2 separate regions of the Danio rerio genome follow, and region 2 is linked to region 1. The links are chromatin contacts, called in public Micro-C maps. All regions are on one chromosome and are shown on one strand. The core of a region is the stretch at or near the end of the contact, and the rest is flanking DNA. Distances in the headings are between cores, read along the strand shown.

Region 1 (6,570 bases), core at 2,021-4,520:
CAAATAACATGAAAAAAGGCATGATGACAACAATTGTTTTTTATGTTATTTAACTTATTTTAAATGATGTTTCAGTTACATTTTTTAACTTGATAAAAAGATTAAGTTTACATTTGTCATGATAACAAATGTGTTTGTTACTTCAACTTAGTTTTAGTTATGTTAATCAGGTTTCAACTACATTTTTTTAAAGCTATACACAGTTTCAATTAATAATCTTTTAAATTCTTAGTTAAAATGTAACTACTATGAACTTTAAACTATAAACTCTAACTGTTATTAGATTTCAATTTTAAATATTATTAATAGTTAATATTATAAGGTATTTATTTATTTATTTATTTATTTCCTTTATTTAGCCAGGAGATCCCATTGAGACAGTACTGTCTCTTCTTCCAGTGAGACCTGGTATTAAAAAAGGAATATCTTTAACACAACTATCCCCTTTAATATAACTTTATTACAACAAATTTACAGCAGGGCAGCACAATAGCACAGTAGCTAGTCGAAAGAAAAGAAAGAAAGAAGGTTGCTGATTCGAGCCCCAGCTTGGTCAGTTGGTGTTTCTGTATGGAGTTTGCATGTTCTCTCTGTGTTTGCATGGGTTTCCTCCAGGTCCAAGTCCAAACACATGTAGTACAGGTGAATTGGATAAGCTAAAATTGTCTAGAGTGTGTGTGGATGAGTGTGTATGGATGTTTCCCAGTACTGGGTTGCAGGTGGAAGGGCATCCACTGTGTAAAACACATGCTGGATAAGCTGGCAGTTCATTCCAGGGTTGAAGACCCCAGATTAATAAAGATACTTAGCCAAAAGAAAATGAATGAAAATAAAATAAAAGGATGACATGATAAAACAAGAAATTAGTAAGCCGAAAAGAAAATGAATGAATTTACAGCACTTCACATTGTCTTTACATCTAAAAAAATTTTTTATTTGCAAACACATCTAATGTGTTTTGTAAAAGAAAAATGTCTTAAATAACAACATCATCAGATTTTCAAAATTGTTTTTTAGTTTTGAACTCTGTTTTGTCCCGCTTCTCAAAAATTGAGGTGAAGTTTGTTTATGTTTGCATACTCAGACTTTCTCCTTAATAGTATGATTTCAGTATTATTTGCAATTTCGGGAAATCATCTACTGAGGTAAAGTTGGTTTCATATTTGCACATTGGGACTTCTACTTAAATAATATAATTTCAGAATATTCTTTGCCAATTCTAAAGATGAAAATCCTGTTAGCTGTCAATTTCTATCAAAACACAACATTGTTCACAGTCAATTAAAAGGTCATGAAACCCTTAAACACATTTTTTGAGATGCTGAAATACATATATGTCGCTAAAAACACTATTAGGACACTAACATCTCGCTATGGAGTGAAAAATTGTATGTATATGTATTTGTGGCGGTAGTAATCAATAGGAACCACGTCACAAGTTGTCACTGAACGAATGTGCGAATATAAAACCAACTTTAACGTTACCTCAATTTAAGAGCGCAGTCTCCGAGTGTCCGGCGGGTGTGGCGCTCCAGTCCAGACAAAAGAGTACAGGGTTCGGCTGGAGGAGGAGAATAAAAACCCCTGATAATCTGACACCCGGGTTAGTAAAATTGAGCTTTAGAGAAACAGCTCGTCTATCCAGCAACCATAAAACACAAGTCAAATAAAACCTAAACAGTTAAAAAGCAGCGTTGTTTCACTATGAGAGGAACTTTGAATCTCCGGTTCACTCATCCCGATCGACACCGGTTCATTGATTCGCTTTCTCCGCGCAGTTTATTCTAACATTGCTCTTTGACGATATAAACTGAAATAAGTGGCGCTTAGTGTGAGGCGGTTATTGAGGAGTTTAAACGAGTGACGGTTATTTGTGGCAGTTATTGGGAGTTTAAATGTGTGGCGGTTACTGAGGAGTTTAAATGCGTGTCGGTTATTGAGAAGTTAAAATTTGTGGCAGTTAATAATGAGTTTGAATGTGTGGCGGTTATTGCAGTTTTTTTACTCACCGCGGCTTCTCTGTATCAGCAGACCGGGGAAAAGGCACTCTCTGCGGGCTCCGGCATTCCCGATCAGGCCCTCAGCTCCGGTGAACTCTCTGGAAGCTCATGTTTATCCGCAGAAATGATGATGATGAGGGAAACAGCGGCTGCTCGAGTCCAGCTGGTTCAATTTTTTCCTCCGGTCGGACTCGGAAAGTGAATAATAAACCACTCCTATACCATTCCTGCGCTCGGTCCAGCCTGGTGACGTCAGCACTTCTGGAGCAGCTCAGCCAATCACGGCCGCTCTCTATATTTTAACAATAACGGTAATTAAAAGAAAGAAAGAAAGAAAGAAAGAAAGAAAGAAAGAAAGAAAGAAAGAAAGAAAGAAAGAAAGAAAAAACATGGTCTATCTCCGTATTTTACAAAAGCAAAAAAAGTTAATAGAACCTATAAAATATTTTGTTATATATTATAATATAGTAAACTAACTTTTACATTATATTATATTATATTATATTATATTATATTATATTATATTATATTATATTATATTATATTACATTCCCAGAGATGGGTTGCGGCTGGAAGGGCATCCGCTGCGTAAAACCAATTCTCAATAAGTTGGCGGTTCATTCCGCTGTAGCGACCCCAGATTAATAAAGGGACTAAGCCAACAAGAAAATGAATGAATGAACCAATATATTATATTATATTATATAACATATTTGGCCTGTTTTAAAATATGTCATGTAATAACAACAATAATATAATAATAATAAAAGTATAATGTAATTATTGTTATTGAAGTGAAATAATAAAATAATGTAAATAAATTAGTTAATGTAATTAAGAGGAAAGGCTCCAGGGTATCTTGTTACCACCAGAGGTTCCAAAGAGTTCCAAACTTTACAAAGAAATCACCATGAGGGGGGCAAATGTCCTTTTAGGGTTTGCTTTGGTTTTTATCACTATAATACTACTTCTTGATTCACATTTCATTTCAATAAAACATTTAGAAATTACTGATTTTAAAACAGGTTTCAATGGAAAAAGTGTTCTCCCTGCAGTGCCCCTGAAGCCCACTTGGGGTCGCAGAGCCGTAAAACTATTTCTGATTTTTTAAATGACAAACATATAAAATATAAATTATGCCATACCATTTTTATTTTATGCTTATGCACATCATTTACAGATGCAAAATGAGACATAATGCGCGCGTCTGTGTCTTTAAGACATGTTTGCAAGACTTTTATTTTGTCGGTCGGAGGAAACTGTGCGTGGCGTCACATCCTTCCATCAGCTGTTGACAAAACGCTGCCTCACCGACTGCTGGATGAACAAATCGGGATAAACCGGTAATATTTTGGTCTTTTTGATTATTATTTAATCCTCACCGTGATCAGGTGTTCAGATGTTGTGTCTGAGATCGATAGCTAATCGATGTTAATAAGATAATCTATCATTTGTGCTTTAAACTGCCTGTAAAACTGAAAGTGAGAGCAGGAACTGATACCAAAACAACACTGAGCCAGGTTTTTACTAACAGTAATAATGATATCAATGATGATGATAATGCCATACTTTCCCATTTGACTGATCACAGTTCACCAGAACAGGTTGTTTGTATTTATTAGGTTTGCTTAATTGTGCAAAGGCGTCATTAGCAGATTAAACAGGTTTACGTTCGTGTGTTTCATTTGTTTACATTATATGTGTTTTATATGTGCTGTGTATATTTATTATATACAGTTTAGTGCTTTCAAAACATTAATCCCATCCAAGATAATGTAGATAAAATACAAATGCGTATTTGGAAATAATTTGTATGTGTATTATATATAAACAAACAAATATATGAACTTTTATTTTGGATCCAATTAATTACGGTTAATCTTTTGACAGCATTAGTGAATCAATTGTTTATTATTTATTAATTATTAATTATTTTATGTGGACTTTAAATATTAGTATAATAGTGATAATAATGAAAATAAATACACACTCCCAGGGCTGTTTATGGAAGTTGACATTTAGCTGCACCATGTTGGTGTTTCGTAACATCTATTTTACGATGTGGGTCGTTATCCCAACACTCAACCCCCAACCTGGAGGACCAGGACATACACAAATACACCTTACAGACCATTTAGTTGATCAATTCCCGTATAGCGCATGTGTTTGGACTGTGGGAGAAACTGGATCATCCGCAGGAAACCCACACCGACACGGGGAGAACATGCAAACTCCACACAGAAACACCAACTGACCTAGCTGAGACTCAAACCACCGACCTTCTTGCTGTAAGACAATTGTGCTACCCACTGCACCACCGTGCCACCCCTAATAATCAAAATACGACTTTAAAATAGCCCTAAATGTCTGAATCACAGAGTGCATAAAGAAATTCTCCTCGTATATGATTTTACACGAATAACCATCTGTGTGTTGTTGTTTGTTCTGCAGAATATGGCGAGTTCAGCTTGGCATCTCTCTCTGAAAGTCAGCGACAAACCCAAAGCACTGTTCCAGTTTCCAGATCCTGAACCTGGAGATGTTCATCCAGGAGGATATCAGGTGTCCACGCTCAAGCAGCTGATCTCAGTGCAGTTATCAGACTCTCTGCCCGACCCCGATCTCATCGGTCAGTTCTGCTGCAGAAGATATTATAGACCATAATATGACACTTTTTATTTTGTCCATAAGACATACAGTGCTTACTCATATTTTAATCTAACTCTCAGTGAATATAGACTATATTACTGTGCAATTAAACAGTTTTATGAAGCGGTTATATTCATTAAAATAAGAGTTTGGGCATCGAATATCTTCAGGAATATACAGATAACACATTTAAATTCAATTATTACCGCTTCACAGCAAGAAGGTCGCTGGTTCGATTAGCAGTTCATTCCACTGTGGCGACCCCTGATTATTAAAGGGACTAAGCCGAAAAGAAAATGAATAAATGAGTTTTTGTGAAACATCTCAACATTTATTTATTTATTCATTTATTTATTTATTTATTCATTTATTTATTTATTCATTATTTTTTATTCATTTATTTATTCATTTATTTATTCATTCATTTATTTATTTTATTAATTCATTTATTTTTTCATTCATTAATTTATTAATTTATTTATTCGATCATTTATTTATTCATTCATTTATTTATTTTATTCATTAATTTATTTATTCATTCATTTATTTATTTATTTATTTAATTAATTATTTATTCATTTATTTATTCATTTATTTATTTATTTATTCATTTATTTAGTTATTCATTCATTTATTTATTCATTCATTCATTTATTAATTTATTTATTCATTCATTTATTTATTCATTTATTTTTTATTCATTTATTTATTTATTCATTCATTCATTCATTTATTCATGTATTTATTTATTCATTTATTTTTTTTATTCATGTATTTATTTATTCATTTATTTATTTATTCATTTATTTATTTATTTATTTATTCATTCATTTATTTTATTCATTTATTTATTTATTCATTCATTTATTTATTCATTCATTCATTTATTCATTCATTTATTTATTTATTCATTTATTTATTCATTTATTTATTCATTCATTTATTTATTCATTCATTTATTCATTCATTTATTTATTTATTTATTTATTTATTTATTTATTTATTTATTCAATTATTTATTTATTTATTTATTTATTTATTTGTTTGTTTGTTTATTCATTCATTTATTATTACATGTTTATTTAAAATTATCAGGGTGAATGTACAATGTTCTTCCAGAAATATAATCAAAGGCAAGTTTTACAAAGAATGTGTCATGAGTTATGAGCAAAATAATAATAAAAAAAATATATTATTATAGATAGATAGATGGATGTATGGATAGATAGTTGGCGGTTCATTCCGCTGTGGCGACCCCTGATTAATAAAGGGACTAAGCCGAAAAGAAAATGAATGAATGAATAAAAACATCCTGTAGAAAATATTAATGTAAAAGACAGATTTTTGAGGGGTGTACTCAGTTATGCTCAGCATTGTACACTTTAAGATATAATCATTAGATATTTTGGTCGCATTTTATTTGAATGTACAATTCTTACAATTAACAAACCATTATTATCTGATTTTTAGCTCAATAATATACTAATTGGCAGCTTTATTAATAGTTAATAAGGTATTAGTTGGGTTTAGGTATTAGGGTTTTTAAATGTATTATTATTATTATTTAATTTCAGCCATACTTAACAAAATAAGACTTTCTCCAGAAGAAAAATATAATAGTAAATGCTGTGAAAAATGTCTTTGCTCTGTTAAGCATCACTTGGGAAATAATTAATAAATGTATAAATACATTTAAACTCTCCAACTGTATATCGTAATATGAGATCTGTGTCTTCATCTAACAGCATGCTCTTCTGCAGATTTTGTGCACTGCGGCTGTGTGCTGAAGGATGATCTCACACTAGATTCGTACGGCATCAAGTCTGGATCAACTCTGCATATCATCAAGAAGACGTGGCCGGAGCCGGAGATCCAGCCTGGTGTGTTTAGAGCTCATTTCTGATGAGACATTCCTGAATTA
Region 2 (6,570 bases), core at 2,283-4,782, 170 kb after region 1:
ACAGTTTAGTTCCAACCCTAATTAAACACACCTGATCAAACTAATTAAGTCCTTCAGGTTTGTTCGAAACCTACAGGTAAGTGTGTTGGAGCAGGGTTGGAACTAAACTGTGCAGGGCTGCGGCCCTCCAGGAATTGAGTTTGACACCCCTGCACTAGAGCTTCAAAATGAGAATATTATATATTTCCTGTATTTTATTTCATTTGATACTCTTAAATATCACAATTGTTTCTGTTTGAAATTGTTACACTTTTATATGATTTCATTTCTTGTGTTGTGTTTTTAACTGTTTATAAATATAATAATAATAATTTTAAGAAATGTCACACATTTAAAAAAAAAAGAGGCATGATATTTAGCATCTGTGTTGTGTTCGACTAAATGAATTCCTTCAAATGATTAATTCTGTCATCATTTACTGAGACTATATCCTTCTGAATAGTAGATTATTCTAGCTAATTCTTCTTGGGGTTACATTTCTACCGAGTCACAGTTCTAATGTTCACATTTTCAACCAATAACTTCTTCTTCTTCTGTAGTCCTGTATGGTTGTGGGGTCGGCTCTTTGGAACATGCCATTTTAGACTTCTCCATATGATAGAGACTATTTTTTACACATACCAGCCGGCCTGTCGACTGGGCCTGTCACCCTCATAGACTCATCCACTCATACACTACGGACAATTTAGCCTACGCAATTCACCTGCAGCATGTCTTTAGACTGTGGGGGAAACCGGAGCACCCGAAGGAAACCCACGCCAACGCAGGGAGAACATGCAAACTCCACACAGAAACACCAACTGAGCCAAGGTTCAAACCAGCGACCTTCTTGCTGCGAGGTGACAGCACTACCTACTGCGCCACTGCCTCGCCCCATTTTCAACCAATATGAAAGCCTTTATTTATTAATTTATTTATGTTTTAATTTCAGCAGCATTGGCTATATTCATGACAACACTTCCAGTTTTAACATACAATCACGACCATTTCCTCATCATTCACTCGATATTTACACAAACAACAACACTGATAAAGTCATACAAGCTGTTTCAATTTGATCATCGATGAACATGAAACCGTTCCTAAAACAGAGAGTCAGCGGATGGTCGGGATTTGCTTGTATTTTATCGTGCATGGCAGCATTATATGCAGTTTTAAGGTTGAAGATGCTACAATAAGCATGCTGTGGTAAGCAGCGGTGTAAAAGTACAGTGCTTTACCAGTGTGCTTCCCCTCCTGACCTCCTCCAGACGCTCCAGCACTCCAGTCAGACTCGGATCATCCGAATCCACAAACCATATGGGCGGCGTGGACGGGTACGACTCCTGAAAGAGCAAGATTACAGCATTACCCACAATGCACAGCAGCACTGGAGAGCTGAGGACAGCGTCTGCCCTGAAAGACTTTAGTGTAGCTGATTTAAACACTTCATTATTATTCTGGACTCAGTAATATAGATGGCCAACACTCCGGAACAATGACAACTTCAAGCACTCACAAAATAATCTAGGCCACCAGATTCAACTTCAAGCATTTTCAAGCATCTCCAGACGTGGTAGCAACCCTTACTGATCTATTCTTGAAGACAAACTCTCGATTTACCCATCTAGAGTGACGGAGAGGAGCTGATCTTCATGCTGTGTATGATCCACTATAGAGATCTGCTGACTGCAAATGTGGACAACTGCAGTGATCAAAGAAGAGGGGTGTGTGTGTGTGTGTGAGTGTGTGTGTGTGTGTGCGTGTGAATATTTGACTGACAGTGTGTTCTTATCAACATTCCTCCATTTAACAGCTCTAAAACAACACCTGCAGGAACTTACATAAAACACACACACACACACACACACACACACACACACACACACACACGCAGTGGGTTTTCAGTGTGCAAGGTCACATGTTTACTGTGTGTGTTTACGGTGTTAGGTGTGTGTATGGGTGTGTGTATGGGTGTGTGTGTATGGAGTGAGTGTTTGTTTGGTTTATTGCTTGTATAGTGTACGTGTGATCAGTGTGTGTGTGTGTGTGTGTGTGGTATGTTGTGTGATCAGAGTATGTTGCTTACAGTATGTGCGTTCAGTTTGTATGCTGTGTACATGTTTACAGTGTGTTTTCAGTGTAAACACTGTGTCTTTACTGTGTTGTGTGTGTGTGTGTGTGTGTGTGTGTGTGTAAAAAGTGAGTGTGTTTGTTTAGTGTGCTGCTTGTTTATTGTGTGATCAGTGTGTGTGTTGCTTACAGTATGTGTGTAATCAGTGTTTTCAGTGTGTACGGGGTGTGTAAGTTGCAAGAGAGTGTGTGTGCAGTGTGTTAACTGTGTATGAGTGTGTGTTTAGTCTTGCTTGTTCAGTGTGTATATGATCAGTGAGTTTGTTGTTTACAGTGTGTGTGTGTGTGGTCCATGTTTGTACAGTGTATTTCAGTGAGTGTGTGTGTGTGTGTGTGTGTGTGTGTACAGTGTGTTCCCAGTGTTTACTGTACAGTGCGTGTGTGTTTAAATGTGTGATCAGAGGTGTGTTGTGTTCGATCCTTAGTGTGTGTTCATGATGTTTGTTCTGAGTGTTTCCAGTGTGTACGATGTGTGTGTTTTTACAGTGTATGGTGTGTGTGTGTGTGTGTTCCGAGTGTGTTAGTTGTGTATGGTGTGTGTGTGTTTGTTTGTTTACAGTGTATGGTGTGTTCAGAGAGTGCATGTGTGTGTGTTTAGTGTGTGTTTACTGTACAGTGTGTATTTATTGTGTATGTGCTGTGTTTTCAGCGTATGGTGTGTGTGTGTGTGTGTGTATTTTCAGTGCGTGTTTTTGCTTACAGTGTACGGTGTGCGTTTACTACGTACTGTGTGTGTGTGTGTGTGTGTGTGTGTGTGTGTACGTAGTCCGTTAACTGTGTGTGTGTGTAGTTTGTTTTTAAGTGTACGGTGTATATTTTCAGTGCGTGTTTTTGTTTACAGTGCACGGTTTGTGTGTACGTAGTGCGCTCTCTCTGTGTGTGTGTGTGTGTGTGTGTGTGTGTGTGTGTGTGTGTGTGTGTGTGTGTGTGTAGAGTTTGTTTTTAGTGTACGGTGTGTGTTTTCAGAGTGTTTACTGTATACTGCGTGTGTGTGTACCGTGATATTGCAGTGTATGATGAGCAGCTGTTCTCCGGTAACGTTAAACTGGCAGCTCAGCTCGTCCGGTTTCCAGTCGATGATCCTGAAGCGCTCGTGATGTGGGTCAAAAATGGACTCCAGAAACTTGAGCTCGGCCTTCAGTCCCGACACCGACATCTTCCTCCGGTCATCTCCGGGCTCCGGGAGGCAGAAACCGGGCAGGAACCGGACAAACGGCGGACAAAAGCGATGCGGACAACAGCTGCGGCCGTGTTTACGTGAGTGTCAGCGCGGGAATGAAGCCGTCAGCGGGCTGGACGCTGCTCGGGGCTCCTGATCTCTGCTCTGCCGGTTTTAAAGTGCTGATCTGCCGTTAATCCTTCATGATGTTTCGGTGAAACCGGGTTCTGTGTGTTCGGTGCGGAGCGGAAGCGCTTCTCTGGGGTTTAAAGATGGAGGCGCGCCTGCGGTTGCTAAAAGGGATACAGCTGTAGCCGGAAGTTAACGAGACTTACTTATATTATTTATTAAATTATTCATTACTTGTATTTTATAAACGTCTACCCCAATTATTACAGTGATGTATTATCATTATTATTACAGTATTAATACATAATAATAATCATGTTAGTTATTAAATTACCCATTAAATTGTATTTTATTACCATCTAAGCCTACTCCAACCCTAAACCCAGCCTTCACTGTGATGTTCAAATATTAGTTATTGCTGTACAGTGTCTCAAAAATGATGCTATATTGATGTGAGTGTGCGCAGCTGGATGCCGTCTAGTGTTTACCCGCGCCTGGAGGACCCGCAGTCCCAGCATGTACCGCGCGGACCGGATGTTGATGATGAGGAGCCAGTAAACTTCATTACTCTGCAGTTTCCTGTGGCCTATAATGAATTTATTCGATTGAGATTTAATTTGGACCGTTATATATGTTCTGTTTTGGGACAGATGCAGATTTGTTAAAGTTTCACAGCGTTTAAAAACGATTTCAGTATTTTATTTCAATTAAATAAAACATTTAAAGACAAAAAGTGGCTTCATTAACGCTGTCTGGACACATCTAGACTGATCTGTACAAAGAAAACCAATATTCTGACAGTTCAGAAGCTGAAGCGTAAACATACCCATTAAAAGAAGGAGAACTTGCTGATTTATTAAAGGTTTACATTGTAAATCCCAGTAGAACCGCAGCAGAGTGACTCACAGAGACAGAACAGCGCACACCGCCCTCTGCATCCACACATTATACAGTCATCCATTTCCTTTCAGCTTAGTCCTTTATTCATCAGGGGTCACCACAGCGGAATGAACCGCCAACTGTTCCAGCATCTGTTTAGCACAGCGCATGCCCTTCCAGCTGCAACCCAGCACTGGGAAACACCCAAACACACACTCATTCACACATATACGGCCAGTTTAGCTGATACAATTCCCCTATAGCGCAGAGGCAGTAGTGTGTGTGTGTGTGTGTGTGTGTGTGTGTGTGTGTGTGTGTGTGTGATTACAATGCAGTTATTTAATGCAGTTATTTTACATCAGCTCTGTTTACATCTGACGTTCTCGAGTTCATTCCAGTGATCATGTAATTTCTGATAGTTTCCACTAGCTGGCGCTACACTCACATTTTTAAAAGCTTACAGCTTTATCCCAGAAAATAAGGAGCAAAGATAGACGAATAAACAAATAAACAAACAAACAAACAAACAATAAAAGTAAATAAATAAACAAATGAAAGTAAGTAAATGAATGAATACACAAATAAATAACAACAAATAAATAAATTCATTAACAAACAATAAAAGTAAATAAATAAATAAACAAATGAAAGAATAAATGGACAAATAAGTAAAAGAAATGAATAAAAACAATAAACAAATAAATAAAAAACTAAATAAATGAATTAATAAACAAACAGGGGGGAATGGTGTCTTACAATTGCCTCACAGCACTCAGGTCACTGGTTTGAGTCTCGGCTGGATCAGTTGGTGTTTCTGTGTGAAGTTTGCATGTTCTCCCCGTGTTGGTGTGGGTTTCCTCCAGGTGCTCCGGTTTCCCCCACAGTCCAAACACATGCGCTATAGGGGAACTGATCAACTACACTGGCTGTAGTGTATGAGTGTGTGTGTATGGGTGTTTCCCAGTGCTAGGTTACAGCTGAAAGGGAATCCACCGTGTAAAACATATGCTGGAATAGTTGGTGGTTCATTCCACTGTGGCGACCCCTGATGAATAAAGGGATTAAGCCGAAGTAAAATAAATGAACGAACACACAAATCAATAAAGTAAATAAATAGCTTACAGATTTTTAAATAACCGAATGTAATTATTGATAAATTAAACCAATTTAATGAAAGCAAACACTACCACATTATGAACATTATTATTATGATAATTATGATTTAATTCTTTATTTATTATGGATAATTATTCTGCTTGTTTAATGTTTAAACTCTCCTCATTTTGAGAAAATACTGATTTAGGCGTTTTTAAATGTTTGGACTAGAAACAGGACTAAAACTCTAGGTAAGAGCAGCCGTTTGATGTGCAGTACTCCTCCACTAGTGTGAATCAGCTCTGCCGTGTGTCTGACGGACAGATGAACAGGTTTTATATGAAGTGTGTGTGTCTCTGCTGGTCCTGACCCAGCTCTTCTGCGCTCTGATTTAAGCCAGCTCTGTCCTCTTAGCTAATTGACTTAAGCTGGTCTGTGTTCTCATCGTCAGCCTCATAAACTGCATTAGCTGCAGAACTGATGGATTGGCAGAGAACACTGAACACTTGCTCACTGTTGAGTGTGCTCAGAGTTTATACTTACATGAAGAAATACTGTATTCATTAATAAAAAATACTGCAGTGTTGTTGAACCAAACTAAAGCCAAGTGCTTTAATTAATCTGTTGTGGTGATTCTACAGTTGCTATGGTAATGGAACAATTATAGCAACTGATTTGTTGTGGTGATTCTACAGTTGCTATGGTAACACGACAGCTACAGTAATTGATCTGCTGTGTTGATTCTACAGTTGCTATGGTAACACGAAAGCTACAGTAATTGATCGTTTGTGGTGATTCTACAGTTGCTATCGTAACACGACAACTACAGTAATTGATCTGTTGTGGTGATTCTACAGTTGCTATGGTAACACGACAACTACAGTAATTGATCTGCTGTGTTGATTCTACAGTTGCTATGGTAACACGACAGCTACAGTAATGGATCTGCTGTGTTGATTCTACAGTTGCTATGGTATGGTTGCTATTCATTAACAGAGAGTTATATAAAGTATAATACACATTACTATAGTATTTCTATCTTCATATCAGGTAAATTACCTTTCTTTTTAATTATTCTGCTACTAAGGTTTGAATTTTAATTTAGCATTTAAAAAAATCAGTATACTGTTTTAATGTTTAATTTAAATTTCCTTTTAAAGTTTCAGCCACTTTGTTTATTTGTTTTTTACTAATAT

What was found. A called contact is a pair of places that touch in the nucleus more often than the background predicts.
Region 2: a Micro-C map of caudal fin shows a contact between it and region 1, with 5 times the contacts expected there. The contact joins the promoter of ube2q1 here to the promoter of ubl7b in region 1. A contact is called at or near these places in 7 of 18 Hi-C or Micro-C datasets (caudal fin, embryo, fibroblasts and 2 more) and 3 of 4 datasets of contacts at active chromatin or transcription factors (caudal fin, embryo and gastrula embryo).

Annotation. Positions count from the first base shown.
Region 1 is chr18:53,646,862-53,653,431 of GRCz12tu, forward strand. ubl7b (ubiquitin-like 7b (bone marrow stromal cell-derived)) reads left to right here and starts at 3,271. Exons shown (of 11, transcript NM_200360.1): 1 at 3,271-3,343; 2 at 4,452-4,629; 3 at 6,410-6,529. The coding sequence starts at 4,455. cd276 (CD276 molecule) reads right to left here and starts at 2,191. Exons shown (of 8, transcript NM_001080622.2): 1 at 2,010-2,191.
Region 2 is chr18:53,815,171-53,821,740 of GRCz12tu, forward strand. It overlaps ube2q1 (ubiquitin-conjugating enzyme E2Q family member 1), which reads right to left and starts at 3,533. Exons shown (of 13, transcript NM_001308605.1): 1 at 3,110-3,533; 2 at 1,221-1,325. The coding sequence starts at 3,268. It overlaps LOC141378696 (a long non-coding RNA gene), which reads left to right and starts at 2,606. Exons shown (of 2, transcript XR_012393908.1): 1 at 2,606-3,009; 2 at 3,046-4,133.